Regions from separate parts of the Mus musculus genome. Here regions 2, 3, 4, 5 and 6 are each linked to region 1. Evidence: chromatin contacts called from public HiChIP or PLAC-seq and promoter capture Hi-C data. All regions are on one chromosome and are shown on one strand. The core of a region is the stretch at or near the end of the contact, and the rest is flanking DNA. Distances in the headings are between cores, read along the strand shown. Region 1 holds the start of Tmem33 (transmembrane protein 33). Region 2 holds the start of Rhoh (ras homolog family member H). Region 3 holds the start of Ugdh (UDP-glucose dehydrogenase). Region 4 holds the start of 1700126H18Rik (RIKEN cDNA 1700126H18 gene). Region 5 holds the start of Nsun7 (NOL1/NOP2/Sun domain family, member 7). Region 6 holds the start of Rfc1 (replication factor C (activator 1) 1).

What was found. Promoter capture Hi-C pulls out the DNA fragments that hold promoters and counts their contacts. HiChIP or PLAC-seq counts read pairs in DNA pulled down with a chosen protein or histone mark.
Region 2: a contact with region 1 is called in a promoter capture Hi-C map of the C10 cell line, with 2.1 times the contacts expected there. The contact joins the promoter of Rhoh here to the promoter of Tmem33 in region 1. A contact is called at or near these places in 1 of 39 promoter capture datasets (the C10 cell line) and 1 of 115 datasets of contacts at active chromatin or transcription factors (the SCID.adh cell line).
Region 3: a promoter capture Hi-C map of hippocampal neurons shows a contact between it and region 1, with 5 times the contacts expected there. The contact joins the promoter of Ugdh here to the promoter of Tmem33 in region 1. A contact is called at or near these places in 2 of 39 promoter capture datasets (hippocampal neurons and pre-B cells).
Region 4: a promoter capture Hi-C map of hippocampal neurons shows a contact between it and region 1, with 4 times the contacts expected there. The contact joins the promoter of 1700126H18Rik here to the promoter of Tmem33 in region 1. A contact is called at or near these places in 3 of 39 promoter capture datasets (the 3T3-L1 cell line, hippocampal neurons and liver).
Region 5: an H3K27ac HiChIP or PLAC-seq map of microglia shows a contact between it and region 1, with 7 times the contacts expected there. The contact joins the promoter of Nsun7 here to the promoter of Tmem33 in region 1. A contact is called at or near these places in 5 of 39 promoter capture datasets (the 3T3-L1 cell line, cranial neural crest, hippocampal neurons and 1 more) and 3 of 115 datasets of contacts at active chromatin or transcription factors (astrocytes, embryonic forebrain and microglia).
Region 6: a contact with region 1 is called in a promoter capture Hi-C map of pre-B cells, with 3 times the contacts expected there. The contact joins the promoter of Rfc1 here to the promoter of Tmem33 in region 1. A contact is called at or near these places in 3 of 39 promoter capture datasets (cranial neural crest, hippocampal neurons and pre-B cells).

The regions. Positions count from the first base shown.
Region 1 is chr5:67,259,187-67,262,251 of GRCm38.p6, reverse strand. Tmem33 (transmembrane protein 33) reads right to left here and starts at 1,687. Exons shown (of 8, transcript NM_028975.4): 1 at 1,446-1,687; 2 at 1,219-1,288. The coding sequence starts at 1,263.
Region 2 is chr5:65,862,102-65,865,408 of GRCm38.p6, reverse strand. Rhoh (ras homolog family member H) reads right to left here and starts at 1,825. Exons shown (of 3, transcript NM_001081105.2): 1 at 1,528-1,825.
Region 3 is chr5:65,434,511-65,437,725 of GRCm38.p6, reverse strand. Ugdh (UDP-glucose dehydrogenase) reads left to right here and starts at 1,884. Exons shown (of 12, transcript NM_009466.2): 1 at 1,884-2,102.
Region 4 is chr5:66,189,863-66,193,294 of GRCm38.p6, reverse strand. 1700126H18Rik (RIKEN cDNA 1700126H18 gene) reads left to right here and starts at 1,960. Exons shown (of 3, transcript NR_040695.1): 1 at 1,960-2,021.
Region 5 is chr5:66,257,824-66,261,182 of GRCm38.p6, reverse strand. Nsun7 (NOL1/NOP2/Sun domain family, member 7) reads right to left here and starts at 1,285. Exons shown (of 13, transcript NM_001302833.1): 1 at 862-1,285; 2 at 1-342. The coding sequence starts at 254.
Region 6 is chr5:65,334,128-65,337,246 of GRCm38.p6, reverse strand. Rfc1 (replication factor C (activator 1) 1) reads left to right here and starts at 1,608. Exons shown (of 25, transcript NM_001347357.1): 1 at 1,608-1,723. The coding sequence starts at 1,721.

The DNA of each region.
Region 1 (3,065 bases), core at 438-2,937:
TTCTGCAAAAGAAGCACTCACTTATAAACACGAGCCCATCTACCCAGCCCTTCCTCTGGGTCTTCTGCACGTACGTACACTCCATTACACAATCAAGGAGCTGAAGAGGCTGGTTTAAGTAGAGTGAACGGCCTGGTATATATAGTTCCACAACAAAATATTTTAATGGATCATGGGACTGAAGACTTGAGGACAAATTATTCACAGTTTCAAAGTATTAGGCCAGACAACTTCTTACTTACAAAGGGTGAAATCTATTTTTACAATGGCAAATCAGTTGATTCAGGATCATACCTAATTCCCCAAAGAATCAACATAAAATGGTTCTTGTGTCCTGAGAAGGGCATAATCAAAATGTAATTTCAGTTTCTAGAGCCTTCTGTAAAACAGGTCTAGACTTTTGAAACTAGGTGTGTCTTCAAAGCCCAGAGATAATAGAGGGATTTCCATGGACTGACTGGGAGTAAAGAGGCAGAACAAATAAACACAATGGCTGCTTCCCAAAGAGGGGAAGGGACAATGGACAGTTAAGGAAATCTGCACGTGAACTACAAAGTAGATTAAAATGCATCCATGTTCAATTCCCCAAATGTAATGAAGTGGAAAATAATACTTAAGTATTTTTGGGTTATCAAAAATCTCCAAATGGGTCAGCAAAGTTAAGTGCGTGTACACAGTACAGGGGTGTTGTAAAAAGCTTTTTAAAAAAAAAAAAATCAAAACTTCAATTTAAGGGCAAAAACACAAAAACTACCTCGAGTCGACCTGTAGATCAACATTTTTAATTATAAAGTTTACAAACGGGCAGTCCTCCTCTTTGTAAACGACTAATCAAAGAAACACACCACTCTCTCCCCTTTGCAAAATTTCTTAAAAGGCTTGAAGTAGGTACAAAGGGCAATACTACGACGCGCACCACGAGGCATGTGGGTTGAATAGATGGTATTTTCCACCTTGGGGGCCGAAGACGATCGGAGACCGCGGTGTGGGAAGGGGCAAGGAGGCCAACATCCCTAGCTGACAGGTGACAGCCGCCTGCTCCAGAACTGCCTGTTGTCGCCTTTGAAACAAACTTGGAGCTCCTCTGGCCGCCACTCGGCTCCTCCCTAACCCCAGTCCGGCAGGCAGCGGCTTCTAGAACCCTCTAGCCCTCTCAAACACTTCCTGCTCCTCGCCAACTCCGGCTGATGGAGCCGGGCGACCAGGCCGCTCACTTACCACAGCGCCCGCCCCTTGGGGGCCGTTCGGGGTCGTATCCGCCATGGGAGACACTCGGGAGCCCGGGACGCTGCAACAGCAAAGAAGAGCAAAACGTCAGTGCGGGGCGACGACCCTCCGACCTGCTTTCAGAGCCGGCAGGAACCCCAAACCCCCGGAGGAACGGGCCCTCCCGGACGCGTGCAGCACACAGCCGCAGAAGTCCCCCTATGGCGGCCCGGTAATACCTGCCCCGCTCGGTCCAGACCGAAGCTGCCTTTCTAGAAAGACCCAAGCGAAGGCGGAGCTTCGGAGAAAGGCCTTAAAGGGCCGATCGACGCCGCCGGTTCCCGGGGTTGCAAAACCGGAAGTGATCCTTTCGTTTCCACGTGAGTCAGGCGGGACGTTGAGAGTCACCGGGCGTGGTTTCCGGAGGCATGACGGGAAATGCAGTTTTTCTCCTTGTTTTGGTTCCACCTTCCCTACGAGCCAATTGGCACGGAAATGTTAAGTAAAACCACCGAGGCAACTTTCGTCTTAACCGGCACTCAGGCGATTTTCCTCGCTGGCTTCCGAACCTCAAAAATCTCTCTACTTCCATATACAGAAGCTTCAGAAATATCTATGATCTCTCCAGATAGCGATTCACCAAACCCTGTGATTTAGTTTTCTTATTTCAAGCACTAGTGAAACCGGCTATGTGACAGACGCTTGGAGGAAAAAAAAAAAAAAAGAACATAACACTGACCTTCTCAGAGACAATAGAGCAAAAACGACCACAAGCTGAGTTAATCAGGGGTTTCTGGAAAAGTAATTCTGGCCATAAATCTTGAAGGGAAAGGAAAAATTGTATATGAAAAGGGAAGGAGGTTCCAAATAAGAGAACAGAGCAGGTAAAGTAACAGAATGAATCAGGACAGTTCGGTGTGAACTGAATGAATGGGTCTGGGGGGGGGTGAAAGATTTGAACTGCTGAGAGGCAGGGTGTGTGGCAAGAAAAACATTACATGAGGGCACGGGAGGGGTTGGAAGGAAAGGGGAGAAATGATGAAGTTATATTTTAATTAAAAATATTTTTAAAGACTTATTATGTATACAGTGTTCTGCCTGCATGTATGCCAAAACTTCTGAACTTAACTCTGCAATCTAGGGAGCCAAGCTACAACTTTAAGCAGAAGTGTGACATCATCTATATTAGAAAGATCATAGGGAGGCCATTGCACACAACTAGGGAGAGCAATGAAATCCTGAATTGTGTGATGGTGTGGGAGAAAAGAACAGGAAAGAAGACTTGAATGTGGCTTCCATAATTTCATGTCTGGCTAGATAAAAGGTATGCAGGGGTGGGGGTGTCGTCTGCAGAGACCCGGAGAAGAGGCATAGAGAAAAATGAAAAAGAAGAACAGAAGAGAGAGGTGGAGGACAGGAAGCTGACTACAGATCTATACTCCAACTTAGGAACCGAGTATCTCTAAGCTCCTACTCTCTCAGAAGTACAATTGCCTTTATGATTCATGGCAGCCTAGGCGCCAGTCAGCTGCTGTCTAGGAGTCAAAGGATGCTCGGTAGAATGTTGTAAACTTTTCTTCTAAGGCCAATGTCCACATTCAGGTCCCCACAATCTCCAGTCTAGATTCCCTATCACCCAAGCTCAGCTAACACATTATCTTCTCTGCATTGCTGGAGTATAATTTGTCCCCTATTTTAGAATATTTATCATTGTCTAATATTTCTTTTTGATTATTTGTTTAATCTGGCTCTCCCACCATGTATGGGTAGTGTGTGTGTTTGTGTGTGTGTGTATGTGTGTGTGTGTGTACATGCACACATGTGTATCTTGGTTTACCTGGGGTGTCAAATACAACAGA
Region 2 (3,307 bases), core at 576-3,075, 1.4 Mb after region 1:
ATGGTCCAGGAATCACTATAACATGCTATCTCTCTAAGGGAATGTCCGTGGAAACAACTGTTATATGGCCCAAAGGGCTCACTCTCTTTGAAAGAGAAGCTCTTCAAGGTCAGAGACTTGCTTATCCACCTAGTCAACCTCCCCAGAAGAAAGACAGATGATTGAAAGTCTTTAAATAGGAAAACAGACACAGAGGTTCCCCCCGACCCCCACCCCAGGCCTTTCTCTGCATCCACAATGGACTAAGGAACACTGCTAGAGGCCCAAGGGGTATCACAAAACAGTCCTAAGCACTCAGAAGGTGGCCCAAGGATGCAAAACTGGCCGAGTCCCTCTACAAATGGCTAAAAGAAGGTTTAAAACTACAGAATGTAGTCTCTTCTCATTCATCTCTCCAGCTGGCCCACACCCTGTCTTTCTAACCCTGATCCGGCAGAGGGTAAACCACTGGGCCAGTCTCTAGGCCAGTCAGTCTCCTCTTTATGGAAAGTCCACATGGCCCTCCAAGTCTACAACAACCTTCCCCTTCTCCATCTGCTAAGCCCCCATCCTTCCTAAGGCTTCCTGCTAAGCCCCCATCCTTTATAAGCATCCTTCCTTCTGAGCACTCCAGCTCACTCCCAGAACCCTTCTCGAAACCCTACAGCTGTTAAAGCTTCTGTGACCCAGCTTCTTCTTCAACTGTTTCCTAACCTGTATCTTTCGCTGTAACTACTAGACTTGAAGGTCCACCGAAGGACGGGTTTCCTTATATTTCTCTTCTCTCATGCACAGCACCATCTTAGATCCGGTCGCTTGAACCCATCTGTCACAACTTTAATTTAGTGAAGCACCTAAAACCGGTGATTTTCCCCCAAGCTTTTGTTGCTGTGGATGTTACAGCCCAGCCAATCTATTGGCAGTGCACAGCATGAAACCTGCTGAGAAACTAAATTTAATCTAGAAATGTACAGAAAGGGGCCATTGGGATTGAGAATAGCTAGATAGGAATTCTGGGATATGGTTTTTATTTCGATTTTTTTTTTCTACATAGCTAGATAACTTTAAAGCTGCTCTCTGTGGATGCTGGAGGGCCCTTAGATTTCCTTCATCAAACACTGCTGCATGAAGTCTAAAGTCCCCACACAAGCAAGCTCTGACACAGCCCCAAGAACATATGGGAATACCTTAGAAACTAAGACTCAGTGGCACATGCCTGTAACTCCTGCACCTGGGAGGTGGAAGCAGAAGGGTCAGGAATTCAAGGCCATCTTTGACTTCACATCAGCCAGCCCAGGCTATCCAAGACCTCATCTCAAAACAAAAACAAAGCAAAATAGAAAGAAAACCAAAGTGTGTCTTGTTAAGACTCTAGAGTTGGGGTAGACGGCCGAACACACCCCCATCTCTGAGTTTAGTCTACACTTTGCAACAAATTAAAAAAGGTCATTACAATGTTCAGCCTAAAGAAGAAGAAAAAAATCTTAACAAAATCACAGAGATTCCTGAGACACCGAAAAAACATTTTTAAAGAGGCAAAAGTCTTACCTGGGGTAGAATGCCAAGTCTCATCACCAAAATGACTGACTCCGGAAGTCTAAGTAGCTCTCCACGCCATGTAAAAGCTAACGTAGCTCAAATCTATTACTGCTGAGAGTCCCTCCTGAGGTCTACCTCTCTCTCTCTCTCTCTTCCCCAAGGCTCCCAATGAGTCACTGTTGGAAAAGCTGCAACACCGGACTGGCAGAGTCCAGCCCAAGGTGGTGGGCCTCAGTGTCGGAGGTGACCGAGGCAGAGGAACACTCCGAAAGTGACAAAAGCGATTAGCAAGTTCCTGTGCCGAAGTGAGTTTCCTGTGGCTGGCTTCTCCACAAAGGGGTTTCGCCTGTGTGGGTTTAGGGGCCTGTGCGCATGTGCGTTTGTTTCCCTCCATGAGCCTGTGAAACCTACCCAAGCAAGAGGCCAAATAGGGCTTTTGCTGCACGGCTGGATTTCTGTTTGATTACCGTTTTATCCTTTCTGGATCGTTTCTCTCTCTCCATTCCCTCCTGTTGAGGGAAGGAAAGGGGGTGAAACTGGGATGATTCTTTCAGGAAATGAAACAAGAGAGGAAAATCGGTTTCACTGTCCTGGCTGGTCTCGGTTAACTTAAGCTTAAGTAAAAGCACTTAACTAAGAACTTAACTTCCGGGCTGAGAATGGAGCCTATGGGTAGCGTACTTGCCTGGCCCTGTGTTTGTGCCCCGTACTGAATAAAAGCCATAGTTCCTGGCACACACCTGTTATCCCAATGTTCAGAAGGATCAGAAGTTCCAGGTTTCCCAGGTATGATGGCACCTGCCTTTAATTCCAGCGCTCAAGAGGCAAAAAGCAGGTGGAGTTCTTTGAGTTCAAGGCCAGCCTGGTCTACATAGAGAATTCTAGAACATCCAGAGCTTCACAGAGAGTCTCTGTAAAAAAAAAAAAAAAAACTCAGCTGTACACGGAGTTCACCACCAGCCCAGCAGGAGACAGTCGGTGGGTTCTCTGGATCACTCTGCCTTATTAATAATGAGTTGTGCTGCCAGTATTAGTAACAATTTAAAAATGAAGGGCATAGCAAAAGTCAAGTAACCGCCACAGAGCAGCACCTGGGCCGGGAGGTACTAGACCCTGTGCTGTTTTCTGACCCCTCTGAGTTTCATTATTTGACTAAAAACACAACTGTACTTGTCCCTCCTCGCTGTGCCAGCCAGGTGTAGAGACCATCTGCCACAATGTAACCCCATGGTCAAACTGCCTAAACCAGCCATTTGACTCTCCTGAAGTATTAACACCCTCCCCCCTCCCCTCCCCCTCCCCTTCCCATGCCCCGCCACCCTAAGTCTTGAATCACTATAAATGCTACTGACCAGGATGGTAACTTGCTCAAAATATCGGAGTGCCAAGTAGGCAAACAGCAGAAAGACCTTAAGGCAGACATGAGATTGGATTAGCCAGGCCTTAGGTACTTTAAATGGGATTAAATGGCACGTCTCTAATCCCAGCACTCTGGAGGCAGAGGCAGGCAAATCTCTGAGTTCTGGTCTACAGAGTGAGTTCCAGGACAGTCAGGGCTACACAGAGAAACCCTGTCAGAGAGAGGGAGAGGGAGAGGGAGAGGGGGAGAGGGGGAGGGGGAGAGAGGGGAGGGGGAGAGGGGGAGAGGGGAGGGGAGAGGGGGAGAGGGGAGGGGAGAGGGGGAGGGAGAGGGAGAAAGAAAGGGGAGGGTGATAGGTCAATGTACTTGAAGCGTGGTATGGACAGAAGAAAGGAGACAACATCAGGCTTACAAATAGACACATAGAAG
Region 3 (3,215 bases), core at 635-3,134, 1.8 Mb after region 1:
CAGGCATGGTGGCGCAAGTCTTTAATCCCAGCACTTGGGAGGCAGAGGCAGGCGGATTTCTGAGTTCGAGGCCAGCCTGGTCTACAAAGTGAGTTTCAGGACAGCCAGGGCTACACAGAGAAACCCTGTCTCGAAAAACAAAAACAACATCAAAGTATGCCTCGTGTCTCTGTGGGTCTCCGGGTCTGGGGTGGTTGTGAGCCTCCTTGAGGCAGGTGCTGGGATCTGAAGAGCAGTCTTCATTATTAACTACTGAGCAGCTATATTTCCAGTCTCAGCACTTGGCTTTTCACTTGCACCCGAGGGACCTGAACATAGACCTCTATGCTTACATAGCAACCGCTTTACCCACTGGGCCTCCTCCTCAGACCTACGGCGTTTGAATGTGCTTCCAACATTTCCTAATTACTTTCCCCCATGAGGTACAGTCAAGCACTTCATAACATCATTTCACGAAGGGCTGACTTCATATAGGGTGGTCCCGGATTATACCGAGTACTGATGTTCCCAGCGAAGTTTGAGTAAGTACATGATGACGTGGCAGAACAAATGTGCCGAACACATTTCTCAGAACATATCACCACCAATGAGGTATTTGTGCCTGGCCTTTTCTCCTTTTTGATTTTTAGGCTTAAGTTGATCTCTAGCAGCAAAAGAAACAGAACAAACCTTCACATTAAAAGTGGGCGTGGCGGTAATCATGATCCCTGGGGGAGGGAGGGCAGAGGGGTCAAGTAAGGGGATCATTGCAAGTAAAAGGCCAGTCTGAACTATATACTGAGTTCCAGATCTGCCACCTCTACACAGAGACCATGTCTCAAAAAACTCCCGTGGGCAGGCTAAATAATTTTGCCTTTTAAAAAAAGTTTATGCATACAGATGTCTGTGTATGTTCGTGCTGGTAGATAGAGCGTGGTCTCCTGGAGCAGGAGTTTTAGGCAGTGTTGAGTCCTCTGATATGGGTCCTGGGGAGTAAACATCTTAGCCCTTTCTCCAGGGGACAGTTTTACTTTCTATGCATTTGTAAGGACTGGGGACAGTTCGGTGGTAGAGTGCTTAGAGTTCAATCTCTAGTAACACACACACACACACACACACACACACACACACACACACACACACACACACACGCAAATTAACACCCACACATATCTACGTTGCATACGCCTTGCTATGCATCATACAGACAACCTCCCTTTTAGAATTTGGCTGGAAAGTTTTCCTGGAAAATACGCCCTCCAGGCGTGGGCGCCCGGGTTCTCTGGCCAAGGACCAACCCGGAGACACTGGTTCAGTCATTATGGAACTCAGCATCGTTTTGACCTGAGGTATCTCCTTCCCAGACCCGGCGCCATCCGGATGGGACGTGACTAAACTCTGGGCAACTGTCTGAAGGGCGCGGCGGACTCAGGGGCTTGAAGAGCTTAGGAGAGCAGGGGAGGCCCTCCATCAGAGTCCAGGGGCCGAGAACGGAGCTCGGGCTCCAGGATAAGGGGAAGAGTCAGAAAGCCGGAAGACCTTTTTCTGTGGGCTCGCTCTCCCCTCCCAGGCCCTATGATCACGGGTGGTTCACTTGGCACGCGCGAACCTTCCTCATGCCAGATTCCAGGGACCCAGAGCGGGGAAGGAGCACAGACAAGGATGACCAACAGGGACCACGACGCCCCTCCCTGCAGCTAGTCAGCCTAGCGGGACCAGCGGCGCACGCAGCCACGCCCAGCGCCGCTCGCTGCGGGCGAGGGCGGAGCCCGTGACTTAGCTGGAGCTGATTCGCCCTGCTCCTCAAGGGGCGTGGTCATACAGTTCGGATCCCGCCCCCTCTGCCGCTCTGGGTCCAGAAGGAAATAGAGGCCTGCCCGGGGGGCCTGGAGCGGAGGGAGGCGGGGCAGCGCGGGGCGGTGGCCGGGTCCAGAGTCCCGGGAGGCTTGGCTGCAGGGGAATGAAGCCTCCGCCTTCCCCGGCAGAAGTATTTAAATACGGCCGCGGGCCGGGGACTCGGGGAGCGGCGGGCGGAGCGGTGGGTAGAGCCTGCGGCTTGGGAGGAAGGCGCTGTCCGAGAGAACGGGATCTGCACGGCCGCTGTGTCCCTGCTTTGGAAGTGGGTAAGCACCGATCCTTTCGGGATGCCCCCTCCTCGCGGCCCAGGTGCGCGCGCGGTCCCGGGTCCGCTCCCCGTTCGCGGCGGGGCTCTCTACTGCACCATCCTGGTCCCCTTTTTCGGGCCCGGCGAGAATCACGTCGTGCGCTTGCAGGAGGTCAGCCGAGCCGAGCTTTTAATTTCGCAACTCGCGCGTCTTCAAGCCAGTTCTTTCCATTTTCCGATTTGAAACCAACGAGATTTTCCCGCCGCTTCAGAAAGCCAAACGCCCTCCCCCCCCCCGCCCCCGAAGGAAAGGGTCCTCTCCGTGGGGCCTAATGGACGCTTCACAGTCCTAAGCTTTGTTGGGGATTAGAGTCTGCTCACCTGGGAGGCTGCTGCTCTCCTCTGGTAGCCCCTAAATGTAGAAAGCAAAGCCCCTTAAAGATGCATCCCTAAGGCATTTATCCTATACTATCCTGGGGGTGTGTGTGGCTCACGCAGTTCATTATTGGCCTCTGGACACATACGCTCGGACGTTATACTTAATGTCAGGGAAGGCCTTTCTTGGGGGCTTCAGAGACCATGTTTTTGTGAGATCTTAAAAATCTTCACGTACTACGCGTAATTGAATAGGGTTGGTTGAGAAAGAGAGGAGGGGCTGGCTGGGAGAGAGTGCATACGTGGGGCACACAGAGGACTAACTGTTCATCCACTCACCTCAAAGGCCAGTCTGGTTTTTTTTTTTTTTTTTTTTTTTCAAATCCCCTAAGAAATGGAGAACAGTAGTCTGGTCTGTTTCTTCTGAGGGGTTCTGGACTTGAAAGAGCTGAGTGTTTCTGCTTGTGAGCTGTGCTTTTTGAGTACTGAGCTAGTCTGAGCTGAATGCTACACAACCCTGGTTTGGAAAATACATCCCGTCCCCTGCCCCCTTCTTTCATCTCTGTATTGCTTTCTCTGCCATAAAATCTCTAGCCACTAGGCATGCTCTATCATTTCTCAAATTTCCACAGCTGTGGATCATTCTCGTTAGACATAAAATTAAGTCTTTCACAATCTTTTTTTTTTGAATCAGGCATCTTTGTAAGTGTGCTTCCAGGAAATGACTGAGGTTGGTGTATCCAGCTGTCTTATCATG
Region 4 (3,432 bases), core at 711-3,210, 1.1 Mb after region 1:
ACTATGTAAAACAAATATGGGCTTGCTTGGATGTAACCCCAGCACTTGGGAGGTGGACAGGAGGGCCGAAGTCATCCTCAGTTACATAGTGAGTTAGAGGTAGCCTGGACTATGGGTCCCTGTGCCCAAAACGAGTCATACAACGCCAGCAAAAACCTGTACGTTAAAAAAAAAAAGAAAGCCATAGCTGCTTAGAGGGTTTGAGGTGTAGAGTAATGGTAGAGCACGTGCCTAGTGCCTTGGGTTCTAGTTCCCCAGATACAAAATAATAATTACATAGATAGCTATAAGTCTGGGCATATGTGTGTGTTTACATACACACACATAATATATATATATGTGTGTGTGTGTGTATATATATATATATATTTTTTTTTAATTAGTTTGCTGTTGCTTTCAGGCAGGGTCTTAGGTAGCCAAGGACATATCTCAACCTCACTATATAGCTAAGGAAGACCTTGACTTCCTGGTTGTCCTACCTTCACCTCTCAAGTACTCTGCTTTTCATTGTTGTTGTTCTTTTCTTTCTTTCTTTCTTTCTTTCTTTCTTTCTTTCTTTCTTTCTTTCTTTCTTTCTTTCTTTCTTTTTTAAAGATTTATTTATTTATTAAGTGTAAGTACACTGTAGCTGTTTTCAGACACACCAGAAGAGGGCATCAGATCTCATTACAGATGGTTGTGAGCCACCATGTGGTTCCTGGGACCTGAACTCAGGACCTTCAGAAGAGCAGTCAGTGCTCATAACTGCTGAGCCATCTCCCCAGCCCCATTGTTGTTGTTCTTAATGTGTGTGTGTGTTGTACATGTGCATTAAGCATGTGTGGATGGCAGAAGTCAATGTCCTATTTCTAGCTTATCTTTAGAGACAGGATCTCTTGTTGAACCTTGACTGGCTGGCCAGCAAGCCTCCAGGATCCAACTGTCTTTGTTCCACCAGTGCTGGGGTTAAAGGCACGTACAGCCATGCCCCACTTTTCCCCCCCTTAACATGGGTGCTGGCCGTCTTAACCCAGGTCCTCATGCTTGCAGAGCAAGCATTTCATCCAGTGAGCCATCTCTCCAGCCTCTCATTATGCCACCCAGCTTGACCTCCTTGACCTCCTGCCTCAGTCTCCTGAACTCAGAGTTTAACGGTGAGCAGAATTCAGAAACATTTGAAGGATAAGAAGGACTGGATGTGAGTATCCTTCGAGAGCAGAGTAAGACCCCTGACTGACAGCCAGCAAGGAGACAGGAACCTTGGTCCTACCCTATAATGGATGATAATTCTCCTAATAACAGGGACACAGTCCTCATTAGAAGGGGGTACAAAATACTCGCAGGAGGAAATATGGAAACAAAGTGTGGAGCAGAGACTACCCCACCTGGGGATCCAGCCCATATACAGTCACCAAACCCAGACACTATTGTGGATGCCAAGAAGTGCTTGCTGACAAGAGCCTGATATAGCTGTCTCCTGAGAGTTGAAGGGGTTTACAGCCCAATAGGAGGAGGAACAATATCAACCAACCAGACCCTTCAGAGCTACCAGGGACTAAACCACCAACCAAAGAGTAGACATAGAGGGACCCGTAGCTCCTGCTGTATATGTAGCTGAGGATGGCTTTGTTGGGCATCAATGGGAGGAGAGGCCCTTGGTTCTATGAAGGCTCGATGCCCCAGTGTAGGGGAATGGCAGGGCGGTGAGGTGGGAGTGGGTGGGTGGGGAGGGGAGCAACCTCATAGAAGCAGGGGGAGGGGAGATGGGATGGGGGGTTGGGAAGGCAAAACTAGGAAAGGGGATAACATTTGAAATGTGAATTAATAAAATATCCAATAAAAAATAAGAGAAAAATAACATTACAGTTTATTTGAGATTAGTAAATAAACAAAAATCCCCCCACCCCCAATAAAACCAGGGACACACTGAGAAGAACTCTAGGTGAGAACTGTGGGTATCAACTGTCGGTGAACCCTCTTGTAAGACTGAGCACTGAGCTCGGTTAAGCCCACTGAAACTCAAGCGATCCAGGATGGAGGAAGTAAGTATAGTTCCCACCATTCCTGTACGTGCTAATTTGTTACACCGCAGCAAAACACTGCCGCAGCATTAACACCTCCGTGGAGGAAGATGAGGCTCCGAGAGCTTCACTGGCTAGAACCATCCCACCGGAGAGAGAGCGTGGGATTGACGTAGTAGACACACCTGCCCGCATCGCTGGCGTGAGAGAGAAATAAAGCTCTCTCTGACGGAGGAAGAGGGTGACTAAGATTCCTACTTATTTTTAGACACAAACATGAAACTATCCTGCACAATAGCTTGGTTTTCTGTAAGGATGAGGGCCCGTGGGAGGGGCCCCTGTTGGCTTGTTAAGGTATGTGAATTGTCTCCTTTTTAAATTAAAGCGTGAGGTGGCTGGTTTTCTACACGTGCTAAGCTAGGTGGATTCAGGTAGATTAGCAGCAAGCAGCAGTTAGGGAGACAGAGGCAGTGGCCTTGTTCACACACAAAAACACACCCAACACATAGCCCTCTCATGGAGGCCTAGCCACGTCAGTCTCGGGTTTCATAGAGACCTGGCAGGTTAACAGGGAGTTGCTGGTACAGAGTTTGTCATTCTGATCTGCTTCACCCACACACTCCTGTGACCTTCCCTCCTGTCTTACCGCCCCCTCCACCCAGGTCACATGACCTCCTTCCTCTCCAGAAGTAGCCAAGCCTTTCTAACGCAGGCATAGAAGGAATACTCTTACTCTAGTTTCTGCCCTGCCTTCACGTCTTTACTCAAAAGGCTGCTTCTTCTTCTTCTTCTTTTTTTTTTTTTTTTTTTTGGATATATTGGGGCCCAAGAGAACGCTCAGCCGTTAAGACCGCTGCTTGCTCTTCCAGAGGTCCTGAGTTCAATTTCCAGCAACCACGTGGTAGCTCACAACCATCTGTAATGAGATCCGATGCCCTCTTCTGGTGTGTCTGAAGACAGCTACAGTGTACTCATAAAATAAATAAAATAAATAAATTTTTTAAAAAGAGAGATTAAAAAAAAGAAAAGGGGGCTGGGCGGTGGTGGCGCACACCTTTAATCCCAGCACTTGGGAGGCAGAGGCAGGCAGCTTTCTGAGTTCGAGGCCAGCTTGGTCTACAAAGTGAGTTCCAGGACAGCCAGGGCTATACAGTGAAAAAACAAACATATATATATATATATATATATATATATATATATATATAGAGAGAGAGAGAGAGAGAGAGAGAGGGAGAGAGAGAGAGAGAGAGTGGGTAGCCTATCTTTATTGTCTGTCTTTATGGTGGCTGGGGAGGGGTGGTATAAGTGTATGCGGCACGAGTGCCTGTGTGCGCAGGGCAGAATCATACTGGCGCCTTGCACAATACCTTTTGAGGTAGCATCTCTCAGTGAAACTAGGGCTCACCATTTTGTCTAGACTGGTTTGCCAGTG
Region 5 (3,359 bases), core at 36-2,535, 1.0 Mb after region 1:
GAGGAGGAGGGCTGCAGGGGTTCACTTCCGTAATTTATTATGACTTTGTCTGGCGACCTTTGGATCCGAATACCCTGAAAAATGTTCGCTGCCGTAACGTACACGGAGTCTGGGTAGCTGGGTTTTTCTAGGACGACGGTTGAAGAGTTTGTATTGGCGACTACATCCCCCGACATCTCCAGGGAAGCGAGTTGGGAGATCTCCTCCATGTTTTCTTGGTCAAAAAGGTCCCTTTCACTCGTTGGGTCCAGCATGTTTGCCCCTGATGTCAATAACTCAAGCTTCAAGTTCAAATCATGTGGTCCAGGGAGATCTCTATCCTTGTAGTCTTAAGCATCGTCTCTGAGAAAAGAGAAGGTTATCTTAGTAAATCTCTGTATCTACAGCACCTATCTTAATTCTCTCTCTCTCTCTCTCTCTCTCTCTCTCTCTCTCTCTCTCTCTCTCTCTCTCTCTCTCTCTCTCTCTCTCTCTCTTTTCGAGACAGGGTTTCTCTTTGTAGCCCTGGCTGTCCTGGAACTCACTCTGTAGCCCAGGCTGGCCTTGAACTCAGAAATCTGCCTGCCTCTGCCTCCTAAGTGCTTGGATTAAAGGCATGCGCCACCACCGCCTGGCTTGATGTCCCCTTTTTTTGTGACCTTAGAGACATGACATGTACTAGCCCATCGGAACATCCCATACTTCCAACTGCAATGAAAACTTGCACAGGGGGTGGGGGGAGGGGGGGAGACAGCTGGAGAACCTCACCACCACAACCACCAGCATCACCACCACCAGCACCCTTTGTCACAGCCCATTAAGGACAGACCCACTAGGTCCCCCTAAGCATCCCGGCATCCCAGGGAGTAAAGGTCCTATCACCTTCTCCGCGAATCCGCCCTTCTCTGGGGTTGGGATGTTTTCCGGGGCTCTGGGGCTGAAGACGCGGCAGCCTCTGCACTTGGGGCGATGGAGGAGGTAACAGGCCCTCGGGAGCCCCGGGAAGCCGCGGCCCGCGGAGGCCGTTTGGTTTAAGTGCAGCCACACCACCCACCGGGTTCGGCCGGGGGAAAGCGCTCGGCGCCCGCGCCAGCTACGTCCAGGGTCCCTGAGGGAGACGCTGCCTCCTCGGGGCTCGCCCTCGCGCTCCGGGGACACTGCTCAGGCCGAGCTCTCGGCTCTCTCCGGGTCCCTGAAAGAAAGCGGAGCTCTGGGTCCCTAAGGGGACACTTCTCGTGACCGTCCCGGAGCTCGTGAGGCAGCCCTAGTGGGTAAGGCAGCAAGGAGCAAGGAGCTGGGTCCACACTGAACCCTGGATGCGGAAATCGGGTCCCTCAGGGTGCCCGGATCTCCATGGCAACGGGAGGGGGCGGGGGAAGGGCTCTGCGCCAGGCTTTCCCAGTGGGAACTGGTAGGGGTGACTCTTCACCAGTTTCTTGTACTCCTGTGGGCAGTTGGCAGCCGTTCAGCCCCACTTGGAAGCTCAGGCCAGGGTTCCTGAGCATTCTGGCTTGGTCTCCTTCTTTAAACACTTAGAGATTGAAGTAGGTGAAGTAGTTCCGGCGGTTTAACTCTCAGGCACCTGAAGCCCGTTAAAATGGAGATGGCTGGACCCATCATCAGGGATTCTGAGTCTAGGCATGAGACTCAAAAATTCGCTTTTCTTTTCTTTTCTTTTCTTTTCTTTTCTTTTCTTTTCTTTTCTTTTCTTTTCTTTTCTTTTCTTTTCCTTTCTTTTCTTTTCCTTTCTTTTCTCTTCTTTTCTTTTCCTCTTCTCTTCTCTCTCTCTCTCTCTCTCTCTCTCTCTCTCTCTCTCTCTCTCTCTCTCTCTTTAAATTTTGTAATCCCTGTATCCCTGTGCAATTAGCCCAAAGGCCATGGTATGGAGGACTCATGCATCTGCTAGCAGTATCTTACCAACTCAGTAAATCTTTGAGAAAGGCAAGGTTTCTGGTAGGTGGCCCCTGTTGCTCATCCCGAGTCCACTTGTAGGCAGAAGGGGGAGGAAGACAACATGCCCATGCCTTCCAAGGACAGGGCTGGAAAGATGCACACATCATTTTGCTTGGTTTCCACTCCAGAATTAGTCACAGAACATGCTTAATAACAAAGGCTGGGGAATGCATCCAACTAAAACTCAAGGGAATTCCTGTAAGCTGGGTGTGGGGGGGGGGGGATTCATAATGACAGAAAGGCGTTGTCCTGTTATATGCATACCTCTTCCCCCTGATTTGAGCAAGTGTTTATTAAATCTTACTTTCTGTTTGCCATTGTGTTCAGAACTGAAAGCAGAAACCAAACAGGACCAGGGACCTGCCATCACAACTGTGACAGTTGGGGAACTCAGATCTTGGCAGCCTTCATTTTTTCATTATTGATATCTGTGTACATACCTATATCTGTGTACATACCTATATTGATTGACCTTCTCTATTCTTTCCAGATATAAAACACACACTCTAAAATAGTTCTGCTAGACCTTTTTTTTCCTCCATTTTTAATTAGGTATTTACTTCATTTACATTTCAAATGCTATCCTGAAAGTCCCCTATACCCTACTCCCAACCCCCACCGCCACGGCCCCCACCCCCACCCCGCTCCCCTACTCACTCACTCCCACTTCTTGGCCCTGGTGTTTCCCCTGTACTGGGGATATAAAGTTTGCAATACCAAGGGGCCTCTCTTCCCAATGATGGCCAACTAGGCCATCTTCTGCTACATATGCAGCTAGAGACACGAGCTCTGGGAGTACTGATTAGTTCATATTGTTGTTTCACCTATAGGGTTGCAGATCCCTTTAGCTCCTTGGGTACTTTCTCTAGCTCCTCCATTGAAGGCCCTGTGTTCCATCCAATAGCTGACTGTGAGCATCCACTTCTATGTTTGCCAGGGATTGGCTTAGCCTCACAAGAGACAGCTATATCAGGGTCCCTTCAGCAAAATCTTGCTGGCATATGCAATAGTGTCTGTGTTTGGTGGCTGATTATGGGATGGACCCCCAGGTGGGGCAGTGTCTGGATGGTCCATCCTTTCGTCTCAGCTCCAAACTTTGACTCTGTAACTCCTTCCATGGGTGTTTTGTTCCCAATTCTAAGAAGGGGCAAATTGTCCACACTTTGCTCTTCTTTCTTCTTGAGTTTCATGTGTTTTGCAAGTTGTATCTTGGGTATTCTAAGTTTCTGGGCTAAAATCCACTTATCAGTGAGTGCATATCATGTGAGTTCTTTTGTGATTGGGTTACCTCACGCAGGATGATACCCTCCAGATCCATCCATTTGCCTAGGAATTTCATAAATTCATTGTTTTTAATAGCTGAGTAGTACTCCATTGTGTAAATGTACCACATTTTCTGTATCCATTCCTCTGATGAGGGACAACTG
Region 6 (3,119 bases), core at 359-2,858, 1.9 Mb after region 1:
TAATCCCAGACTCAGGGAAGCAGAGGCAGGCGAATCCATATTGTGTTCCAGGCCAGCCAGGAATACATAGAGAAATCCTCACTCAAAAAACCAAAATTATGTTGCAATAGACATCTACTTAAATACAAACTCTTGTATTCCTGAAGGCTTTACTGTCTTTCCCAGTAGATATGGTGTCATAAAATGACAAGACCCAACAAGAAGTGGTTAGAAAAAGATTTCAAAGTTCAAGGCCAAAGTTTGATACTGCCCTCTACACTAAATTCTTTGATAGTCACGTTTTCTCTTAAAGTTATATGCAATTGTTAATTTCTATTCCACAACCAGGTTGCTCATTTACTCATAGGAAACTTGCTGGCCAGGTGTGGGCTACCACCCCTATAATCCCAGCAGTGGGGTGGTGGAGGCAGGCCCACTAGAGTTTCATAGCAAGAGCAGCTTCCAAAGCTTGCTTATCCTAAATCTTTTCTTGTTTTTTTTTTTTTTTTCCCCTGTGTGGGCGTGTCTTGGTTATGTCAAAGATTTGACTATTCTTTAAGAGACTTAATGAAGCTTTAGGAAGGAATTAAGGGGCTAGTTTTCTTCCTTCCTTCCTTCCTGTCTTTCTTTCTTAGATTTATTTATTATATGTAAGTACACTGTAGTTGACCTCAGACACTCCAAAAGAGGGCATCAGATTTCATTACGGATGGTTTTGAGCCACCATGTGGTTGCTGGGATTTGAACTCAGGACCTTTGGAAGAGCAGTCAGTGATCTTAACCGCTGAGCCATCTCTCCAGTCCCGGGGGCTAGTTCTCTTAGCTTGGTAGTTTTAGAGCAAAGACATTGGGGCTGAGGGTTGCCCAGTTGGTTGCATGCATTCACAGTAGCTCTGAGTTTGATCCCTTGCATCGTGTAAAGCAGGAGTGTTGGCATATATCTGAGATTTCAGCGTTTGGGAGGCAGTAGAGAAATCAGAAGTTCAAGGTCATTCTCAGCTACATAAGGAGTTTGGGACCTGGACAAGTCACATGATCTTCTGCCTCAGAAAAACAACCCCCCCAAACAAACAAAATGCCTTTACTGTAAACAGTCCGTTAAATGCAAACATATACCCACGTGATGGAAGGTTCCCTGAAAGTTGTTCTCTGACCACAGCTTGTCATTCCATCTTCAATAGATAAATGTATTAAAAAGTTAAAAAAAATGTCCATTCACTAAGGGTCTGTTAGTTTGAGCCAAAATCAATAGGTCAAACATTAAAAATAAAATAAATCAGTGTAAAGTTTGATGAGAACAGTTGACCTTTGCGGGGCGCATCGAATACACTTCATCCTACCGTGGTGGCAGTAAGAACTTCTGGAAGCGGCTACAGAGCACTGCCCTTGCAGCACGTGCGTGTACTGCAGGAAGGAAGCCACCTGGGAACCCGGCTTAGAGGAAGTCAGCCTCAGATCCCAAATTGGGCGTCTCCCGGCCACGATCGCACGCGCACTCGCCGTCCTACAAGGTAGCAACCCTCCGGTTGCTAGGGCTGTGGTCCTGCACCCAGTGCGCAGCTCCCGCCTCGGGGCGGGGCCGCGGGGAACGCGCGCCTCCGACGTCATCGCCGCGCGCCGCCGCCCGCGCTTCTGCTACTTCGCGGGAGAAGTTGTTGGCGCCAATGGATCCCGAGCCCCGATAACGAATTACCCCAGCCACGGGCCTGCCCACCTGCTCCTGTTCGGTCGTGGGGCTGCGATGGTGAGCCGCCCGGGAGGCCGTGCAGCTACAGAGGCTTTGCAGGCGGGGGTGTGAACGGGGCGCCGCCGCGGTGCGGGATGGGGAGGACGATGCAGAGGGCTCCGAGGGGCCCGGCTTAGGGTGCGGGGCGCACCAGGGACGCAGCTGCAGGGAGGTGGCTGCTACGCGGCAATTTCACATCCCCACCCCCCCGACTCTTGGGGGAAGGGAGGAAGGAAGAAGAAAGTTGATTTGGACGGGGCGTTAAAAGTTACTTTCGTGTACAGCCTTGTCCCAAATCATCTCTGTTGGAGTGCTTCCTAAAGTCCCGACTTCAAGCTTTGCGTGGAAGAATGTCACACTTGGCTTTCGCAGGGAGAAGTTTGCTCGGGCCTTCAGCTTGAATCAGCTTCCTGGAAGCGAGTGTCAGCTGTGACACAAGGAAGTTTATTTGTTTATTTTGTTTAGAATAATTTATAGGAGTTGAGCGGATCCTGGTTTACCAGGAATAAAAACACGGCGAGTACAGACGGATGTTCTGTATTTGACAGCTGTCATCTCTTATCACCTGTTACGATAAGTAGTTTTTTTTTTTTTTAAACCTCAGTTCCAACTTCAATAATTCAATGTAGTGGACATTCAAATAGTTTGAAAGTGAAATTGTTTGAAAGTCCCTGGCATAGGAGACAGATACAAGTTGGAAATAATTTTTAATTTACTGGACCACTGAAGATGTTCAGCTAATCTACAAGATATTTAACAATCACACTTACACACACTTTTATTATTCTTAAGCTTGTCAGAACACCAGCATGCAGGGGAGAAAAGTGTTACACCAAACTGGAAAAAGTTTCAGCTCTCTGTTTTTTATTCTTTGGGGAAAAAAGATAGTGATGGTAGCCACCCAGAGTCGGCCTTTTTATTTTCGGGATAATATGTGAGTTTGCTTTAAATACCGTCTAGAAATTCATCTGAAGTGTTGTTTTGGAAAATATTTATTCTTATTTTAGTTATGTGTATCTGTGTTTGTATATGCACACATAGTTTGTGTATGCACACATATGTTTGAAGGCCCATGGTAGCCAGAAGAGTGTGTCAGATCCTCCAGAGGTGGTGTTACAGGTGGTTTTGAGCTGCTTTCTGTGGGTGTTAGTTCTGGAAGTCAGGGTCTCTGCAAAGAACAATATGCACTCTTAACCACTGAACCATTTGTTCAGCCCCCAAGTCCAATACATTCTTATTTGACTTGTAACGTGTATGTTGTGTCTGAGTATATTTCTGTGACTATGCATGCCTGATGCCATCAGAGGCCAGAAGAGGGTGTTGAACCCTTTGGAATTGGAGTTGAACTCATGTCCTCTGAAAGAGCAGCAAGTACTCTAACTCCTGAGACATCTCTTCAGTCATACCTCTCCAG